2 separate regions of the Zea mays genome follow, and region 1 is linked to region 2. A link is a contact called in public Hi-C data. All regions are on one chromosome and are shown on one strand. The core of a region is the stretch at or near the end of the contact, and the rest is flanking DNA. Distances in the headings are between cores, read along the strand shown. Region 1 holds the start of LOC100284788 (thioredoxin-like 5). Region 2 holds the start of LOC100216636.

Region 1 (4,244 bases), core at 398-2,897, 250 kb after region 2:
ACAATTGTAATCCATTTTTGTTTTGTCATAAGTCAAACTTTTTTTTAATCTTTGACCACGTTAAAAGAAAAAATGCACAAACAACTAAAACACCAAACAAGATTAATAAAATACACCATGAAATGTATTTTGAGATTTGTTTGATATCGTAGATGTTAATGCATTTTTCAGTAAGCTTGGTTCAAATCAGCAAGTTTGGCTTAGTACAAAACTAAAACGTGATTTGATTTCAGCTTAGTATATGAAGAGATCGTCTGATGTCTATACTTACATCAAACACAGTACAACATCTATTGCATAACTTGGGTGTTTAGTCACTTGTTATTCTCGATCATTTCTCTAACCTCATCCATCACAAGACAAGCTTTGTGGCCTCCTATTACTTCCGCTTTCCACTCTCCATCCTTCCATAGCTGAACATGAATGCACGGTTTAGGATCAATGTTTTTCAAGTTACAAGGCATTCACGGTTTCTTGGAAGAAAGGAATGAATTGGCAGAAGAAAATGCAGTGGCACCTGAATAGTGGGCATTCTCTGAAGGTAGATTTGCAGTATTGCACACAGAAAGGCAAGGCAGTCAGATTATTTTAGTCCTTTTGAATGAACTACTATCTTGTCAACAATCTCTGAATTTGCCGACTTACAGTTACATTTCCTCTTTTCACCACCCCCTGTGGAACTTTATTGACATCGATGAAGTAAAACCTCACTCTGCAACAGAAACGTGATTTAAACAGATCAACACATTTCATAATCTCAGATGTGTATGTATTTAGAACTCGGGTTCAGTTTACTTGCTAAGGTATCAATAGGACAGAACTCTAAACTGTGCCGAAAAAAACATTCTGCTGAGGTGAAGTCACACTAACTCAGGATATTCTCCTGCCATCTTCTCCATTCTGGGCATCAGGTAGATGCATTTCCGACACCAACCTGCCATCCTGGAAGCAATAGACAGCGCCTCAACTTCCGATGAGATATGATATTAGATTTAAGCATGCGGATAAAATAAAGGCGAAAAATCATCTCGATTCTACTCTAATGACAATCAACATCCGAAAACCAGACAGGTCAATGGAGTAGAGTGAGATCATTGCAGGTCTGGCAACATGTGCAACAACCAACAAGCTAGCACTCTCGTACCAGTCGATGACGACGGGCTGGTTGTTCTCGACGGACCACCTGAGCGCATCATCGAGCTTCTCGATGCTGTCGATCTCCTCCATCTCCACCGGCCTGGACACGTCCCAGCAGTACGCCTCCGGCCGGACTCTCTCCCGGTGCTCCTTCCTCCTCCCCGTCCCGGTCCCGCCGCCGTTGTCCCACAGCCACAGCGCCCGCCTGGCCGCCCCGCCGCCGACGGTCGAGCATGCAGCGGTCGCCGATGAGTGCGGGAGCGCCGCCGCCGCGGTCTCCCGCACGCGGAGCGCGCGCGGGCTCGGCGCGAGGAGCGCCATCGGTTTCCGCGTGATCAGCACTCGGAGATTAGGGGGCTGCGGGCCTGCGGCGCGGCGCCCTAGCAGTGGTGGGTGTGGCGGAGCAGAGGACTACTGGTGGAGAATATGCGCGGGATCGGAGAGCGCGAGGCGGCGACGGCAGGCGAGGAGAGTTGATAGGGCTGTGCGATCGGAAGCAGGTGGCTTATCCGGTGACGAAGATCCGAAGCAGACGCGCACTTGGCGGGCGGGCGGGCGGGGCCCATGGGGTCAAGACTCAAGACCCAAAAGCGTCGGCGTGTCAGCGTGTAGGCCCATCGGATCGTAAGATATATGTCGAGATCTTTTGCATTGCATGTGGATTTTCCTTTCTTTTTTTTTTTGGTTCGATCGAGCGCAGCCGCAGCGCTGTCTTAAAAGTCCAAGATGGGCCTATACTCCTCAGCTTATTACGTGGGCTGCGGCCTGTTCCACCATATTTCTTCAGGACAGGGTCGAAGGGCAGGTAAATGGGCTTATTCGAGCACTGTTTGTGATTGTGAAGCACAGCCATCTTCAAAACTGCTCGAAAAACGGAGACCACACTTCGAACAATATGACATCGATACGCTTTGTGTTGTGCCTGAGAAGCTCATCCTCTCGTCCCGCTTGTTAAATTGACCCGTTCCACACGCCGTTACTACCGGCAGTCCTCGGCGTGTGCGCCCGGAACCGGAACGGCACAACAACAAGGTGTTCGTTTTAGTTTTTTCCTCACCCCTTTTTCTTCAGTCGCTGTTTGCAGCGCTTGCTTGCATGCAGCCTGTGCATGGGCTTTTTCCCGGGCAGACCCGGCATGCATGTTTCGCTCGTCCTCGCCTTTCGTACGTCCGGCGGTCCCAGTACCACACACGGTAGTAGCAAAGCTAAAAGCTACAGGCCCTTGCTTAAGGCGTACTCCATGGATCTTTCGGGTACTTCACGGCTTCCATGTCTCGCTCTCGTCCGTCCCCGGATCGGAGCTTTTGGGCGCGGCGGGACATGCACCTGCTTCTCTCATCATTGCATTGTACTCATAGCGGCCAATATACCTGCGCGCCTGTACGTAGGCCATAACATATCTCATATAGCGGAGAGTGATTTTTTTTATATATATGGTGACGCTGACGCGTGATACCTTTTCAAGGAGATCATGGGTGCTACCACTACCACTACCACGAATAAATGATTCTGGTTCAAAAAGGGCTGATCGGGATCGTAGTGTAGTGTCCATGATGGTGCTAAGGTACGGTTCTGTGTCTATCTCCGAACCGCGGTGTGCGGGGCCGGGGCCCATTTTTCATGGAACGGGTCCAACAAGTCCCAACTGTTTTCACCTTTTTTTTTCTGTACTAAAAACATACAAGTTTGTGATACCGAATATGTCAACTAAATTAGTGAACTTATTTAGACCATGCATGTCTTCTCTCGGCTTCAGCTTTCGATCGAGGAGAAGTTCTATCAAACAGTTTTATTTAGAGAAACTGTTTGTAGTGAAGAAGAAGAAAAAAAAATGTAGTACCTAAAGCCTCTGGCTCTTCAAGATCGGATGAGCCATTGAGGAGAGGAGACCTCCTAGACCCTTAGCATGCATGCCCGTTGCTCTCAACTAGCTAGATCTCCACATAAGCCAGAGCGCGAGAGAGATCCATACAGCGTACTAATGATTGATGGCCAACCTCACCCATTTGCTAGTGGACCTTTTTCTCTCATGCGGCCGCCTGCCCTTCGCGGCAAACTTAATTGACAAGTCAAAAGGGACGGAGAACAGGCTGGTCGTTTACCAAAGCAGCTTCGACACGATGGGATCCTGATCCTGTGTGAGCATGCCAAGCCAACAAGTGAGCTGAGACCTAACTCACTTCACCCCTCTCTGGCCTATTACGTACCATCTGTCCATCTCCCTGCCTTTTATTAGAGCCACGTACGCCCACGTTCACAGCAATCGATCGCAACACTTGCCTCGTCTCTCGAACGTGTTAGGCTCACCTTCACACTTTCTTTTTTGGCCGGAATCTTGTTTATTCTCCCTCACTTTCATTTTTTGCCGTGTGCATTAGTTTTCAGTAGTAGTCCGTGTCTAATCTGGATTATGGAGTTGGCACGGATCATCGGAACCGGACCAGTCCACCCGGCTGCTAGCTATATAGTTTAATTATTTTAGTATTTGATAACACCGCCCACTGCACGCCTGCAGATTATTAATATACTTTGTGGTTAGGCGGTAATGCAGATCATGTAGCTGCCTCCTTCAATCAGATTTTGCAACCTGCTGTACAGGTTTCGGCTTGTGCGGACGGTGCAGCTGCATAGAAATGGCTAGTGCTATATATATATAGCATTACCCGTCTCGAGAGGATGGATCGGTGCCGCTCCGGCTAGTCTAGTTCTTTGATCTCCGATGTTTTTTATGGTACTATTTATCCATATGTTAAATATAATATAATGAATTTTCTAAAAAAAATTAAGAGTTCACTTTGATGCCTTTATTTTTAACTATTGCACCTACAAATCACTACAGGAAATCAATTAATTCCCGTCGGCCAGGAACCGACGGGAATAAGCCTTAAACCGACGGGAATTACTTATTCCCGTCGGTTTATGGTTTATTCCCGTCGGTTGTTAGCCGACAGGCGTCAGATATCGGGGATACGGTTATTCCCGTCGGCGGCTGACGGAAATAATTAATCCTCGTCGGCTAGTTAATGGCCGACGGGAGTTATGGCTAATCCCCGTCGGCCAGGAGAACCGACAGGCGTTATCAATTAATTCCCGTCGGCCCTACCAGC
Region 2 (4,017 bases), core at 1,464-3,963:
TACTATCCAACCGATGCATATCCACTCGACAGAACCAGAAACGACGAATGGGATTGGGATTGGGGTTGGACGAGTATTCCGACGCCTCTATTTTTTCTGCTCCTGGAGTAGTTGGCCATTGAACCTTCGCTGCCAGGCCTGTTATTAGCAGCACAACACAACAACAAGACATCCACAGAAGCATGCATAGTAAGAACTGGACTGCAACGAAGCTCATGATTTTGAAGTCTAACGACAACGAACACTCATCAGTCATCTTCATCCGGAAAAAAAACGATCAGAGTTGCCAGGCTGATATATGTAGATATGGCCTGACGATGGTCAAAGTTAGGAAACGGTCACGTTCCTGCATCCGGTAGGCGTGGCCTACTGATCCATGAAATGGAGGATGACGTGGCACTCTTTTTTTCGTTAAGTATACAGCCAGCTTGATAAGGCATACCGTCTGGTTGGGGACAAGCGCAGGCCGAACGAGATAAACTACAAATCCCAGGACTGAAATCCCTTTGGTCCTGTCGACGCGAAAAGGAACTGCCGTTTTGTGTGCGCGTGTGCGTGTGCGTGTGCGTGTGCGTGTGGGGGAGGGGCCGGGCATCTGGCAAGCTCGGCGTGAAAGCGTGGTGTTGGTGCTCGCGTTCATCATCCGCCCTCCCTTTTTGGCGATAACGCCAAACGAAGAGCCAGCAATTTCCCTGGCGTATCGTGTGAGGAAATGTGTCCTCGAGTTCGGCAGTAGATACACGGTGTTCGTTAAGCCGCTAGCATGTGCCAGAAGCAAAACGTGCACGCATCATGCCAGAGTTTCAGCCTTTCAGGCATGCAATAGTAGCCCAGCAGTTTGGTTGGTGAGGAGAAGAGTTTACTGTATTATATAAGAAGTAGCACCTGCTTCGAGCCTCTGACCTTTTTTCATGCTTCCGTTCCGTTTCAGGTTTCAGCGTTTTCTGGTTCACATCCAACACGGAGTTGGAGTTGGAGACCAAGCCGTAGTGTGGTTAGGTCGAGCCCGAGCTCAAGCGTAAGGTCGCTGCAAGATCTATAGGACTAGAAGAAAAGCACGGCAGCACGCGCGTGCAGTCAGAGTTCTGCGCGAGGAGTGACACCTCACACCTGGACTGGGTGCGCGTAGCGAGTTCCTCTGCTCTCTGGTTAGGCGGGCTCGTAATGGGCCCGCGCGTCACGCCCCCGCGTGGGCCGAAGAAAGCGAAAAGGGGGCGAGCGAGCGAGCGAGGAAACGACATCCGGACCGGACCGCATCGCTGTCGCCCCCGCCGCCCGTATGGCCGACCACGTGGCCTGGGCGTCTGGCCTGATCATTTCGTTTCATTTTTTGTTGTGTGTGTCCTCCCTCCCAAGGAAACAGATGTGCCGTTACTTCCTGTGGTCGCATGCATGTGCTCGCAGCACGCGTGCCGTGTGGAGGCGCAGGATTCGCGCAGGAGTACAACGGGTCATCCAACTGTCAGAGTAACGGATCCGACATGTCCCTGGATGGATCCAGCTTCTGGACCGTAGGGTAACGGCTCTGGACAGACTGGATTGTGTACTGTACTTGTGGCGTAGTAGTAGCAATAGTAAAGGACTTGTGGCGAGAGATCTGGCTGGCCTCCTCGTATCCAGAATAAACGGCAGCACTAATTAGGTCAAAACGCAGAAGCTCGATTTGACGTATCCATGGATGGATCCTTGATTACAGGCCAATCCATCGTTCTAGTGAAAAAAGTGACAGCAACGATCGCTTTGATTTCTGCCTACTCCATTCCATTGGCCGATCGGGTCCTCACTTGGATTTTAGTGTATGATGGATCACTATAAAAATTCCTCGATGGACTGCACAAAATATCACAGAAATAACTTTCTATGCACATAGGAACACGAATAATCTCTCGACCATAAGCATGCATATACTGGGCATCTTTCCAGAACGCAAACCACCGCTAGTGTCCTAATGACATGCTCGGTAGGAGCCAAGCAGAAAACGACTGGAAAACCAATGCCGTATTATCTTAATCAAGCAGTGAGCAAAAGACAAAAAAAATCGATTGCTGGGTATCAGAGTGAACAAAAGACAACAAAGTTGTTTGCTGGAACAAGGCTAGTTGAACACTGCCTAATACCTATACGTACGTCACTGAGAGCCTGAGAGGTGAGGGCTCTTCCTGCGTATTTCTATGCCTGACTGACAAGCTAATAAAAAAGCCTAAACAATCAGTAAACTATTCGGATCAAAATTCAATAAGCTAGGAACAAAAATCCCAGCAAATTTACATTAAAAAAAACATGTCTGGTGCCTGCCTGGCAGCCGCCGTGTACAGCGTAGCCAGAGAAAAACGTAGAAGGGGACGCTGCTGGCTCCACTCACAGCTGGCCACGCGTCGCAAGGCGCGGCGCGGAGAGCACCCGCCCACACAGGAGGCCACAGAGTCCGGGTCAACTCAACTAGAACCCTGCTTCCTCATCGCTGGGCCCCGCGATACTGGACCGGCCGAGCCGAGCCCACGCGCAGTGGCAGCAGATCGAGCCCCAGTTCCAGCAGAGTCCCACTCCGCCACGGGAAAAACTCGCTTTCGAAATCTCTCCTCTCCTGTCCAAACCCAACGAAATCTGCGCGATTCATAACGAATCGCCATAGTTAATCGAAGCATTAAACTGGGGAAAAACAGAGGGAGAAGAGAAGATAGGGGAGAGAGGGAGAGGGAGAGGGAGAGGGAGGGAGGAGGCCATCGCATCCGCCGGCTGGTCCTGATCCCGGTCCCGGGTCGTATTTGGGCGCCGCCGCACGCAGCAGGAGGAAGACATCAGCGCGGGGCGAAGCGTCGAGCCCATCTCCGCCGCGGGAACCACTGGTGAGCGATTTGTTCTTGGTGGTTTTGCCGATTTTCTTCTTCTTCTGCTGGCCTAGATTCGATTCCTGCTTACCCGGCCGCCGCTGGTAATTTTTTTGAGGCATCTGGTGGGTTGGAGTGCGCGGATTTCCCTCACCCGCGTGAACACTGGATTGATGGATTTTGGAGTAGTCAACTAGCAATTCTGACACAGTATTTCGACATCCATGTGTGTGGACTTCGTTATAACTTTTTTCCCCTTTGGGAGCGGCGTGCGAAACTGTGAATAGGCATCTCCAGACTCCAGTTCTCCACAAGAGCTGGTCCCTGTCACTCCGCGACGGGAAATCTGATATTAGTGTAGAATTATGTGCTTTCGTTTGATTTGCTGTCGCTTTTAAGATTCCGCCATCGCTCTTGTGTGATTCTCTCAGAAAAGTGGGATGTGTGCTCAGTGGGGGGTCCTTTTAGTTTAGCAAAGTACATGCAGTTGGTTGTTAGGTGGCTTTATGGCTGCATATTAGATTGAGACACTAGTTTGTTTCATGCTGTTCGTTACCCGTTTTAGCTGCCATGTTTTGGTGTTTTTTTAGTAGAAGTGAACATCTAAGGTTCTGTGGATGGCAGGAGTTTTATATGATTGGAATTAGGTGACCCAAAGCGGACATTGATAGAATGGCTTACAATTTGCTTGTTGGATAGATGCTATAACTGGAACATGAACGTGACCTTGGAAGTTTTTCGTGCTACTACTTCATGTTTCCTATTGTTGTGTGACTAACAAATAATGACTACCATCTGCTCTCTCGATCACACCACTGAAATAGCAATCTCCGTGCTTGCATGATTACCAGGCATTTAGGATGGTGGACAAGAATGATGGGTCAGAGGGTATTAAATTCAACACATCAAACCTCATTCAAACAACCGAAGAGGTTGCAAGAGCGTTTATCGCTGCGGCCTCGGCTGCCACTGCACAGTCTGCACGGACATCTGTAGTGTATTCATCCAAAGATGAGAGTGGCAGCCCAATGCAGAAGCTTCAGCAGCATTTTTCGAAAATCATGAAAGGGTTTTCGTCCGCACCAGACCTGTCAGGAACTTACAATCCGGAAGTCCTTACAACGCAAAAGCGGCAGTGGTCGAGGTACCAGATGAAGTCATTGGTGTGTATCTCACTCTACCTATGTAG

What was found. A called contact is a pair of places that touch in the nucleus more often than the background predicts.
Region 1: a contact with region 2 is called in a Hi-C map of endosperm, with 2.9 times the contacts expected there. The contact joins the promoter of LOC100284788 here to the promoter of LOC100216636 in region 2. A contact is called at or near these places in 3 of 25 Hi-C or Micro-C datasets (bundle sheath, endosperm and leaf).

The regions. Positions count from the first base shown.
Region 1 is chr4:182,340,561-182,344,804 of Zm-B73-REFERENCE-NAM-5.0, forward strand. It overlaps LOC100284788 (thioredoxin-like 5), which reads right to left and starts at 1,648. Exons shown (of 5, transcript NM_001157683.2): 1 at 1,145-1,648; 2 at 871-942; 3 at 646-712; 4 at 518-535; 5 at 140-413. The coding sequence starts at 1,458. The coding sequence ends at 315.
Region 2 is chr4:182,087,603-182,091,619 of Zm-B73-REFERENCE-NAM-5.0, forward strand. It overlaps LOC100216636, which reads left to right and starts at 2,714. Exons shown (of 20, transcript NM_001360066.1): 1 at 2,714-2,846; 2 at 3,680-3,991. The coding sequence starts at 3,689.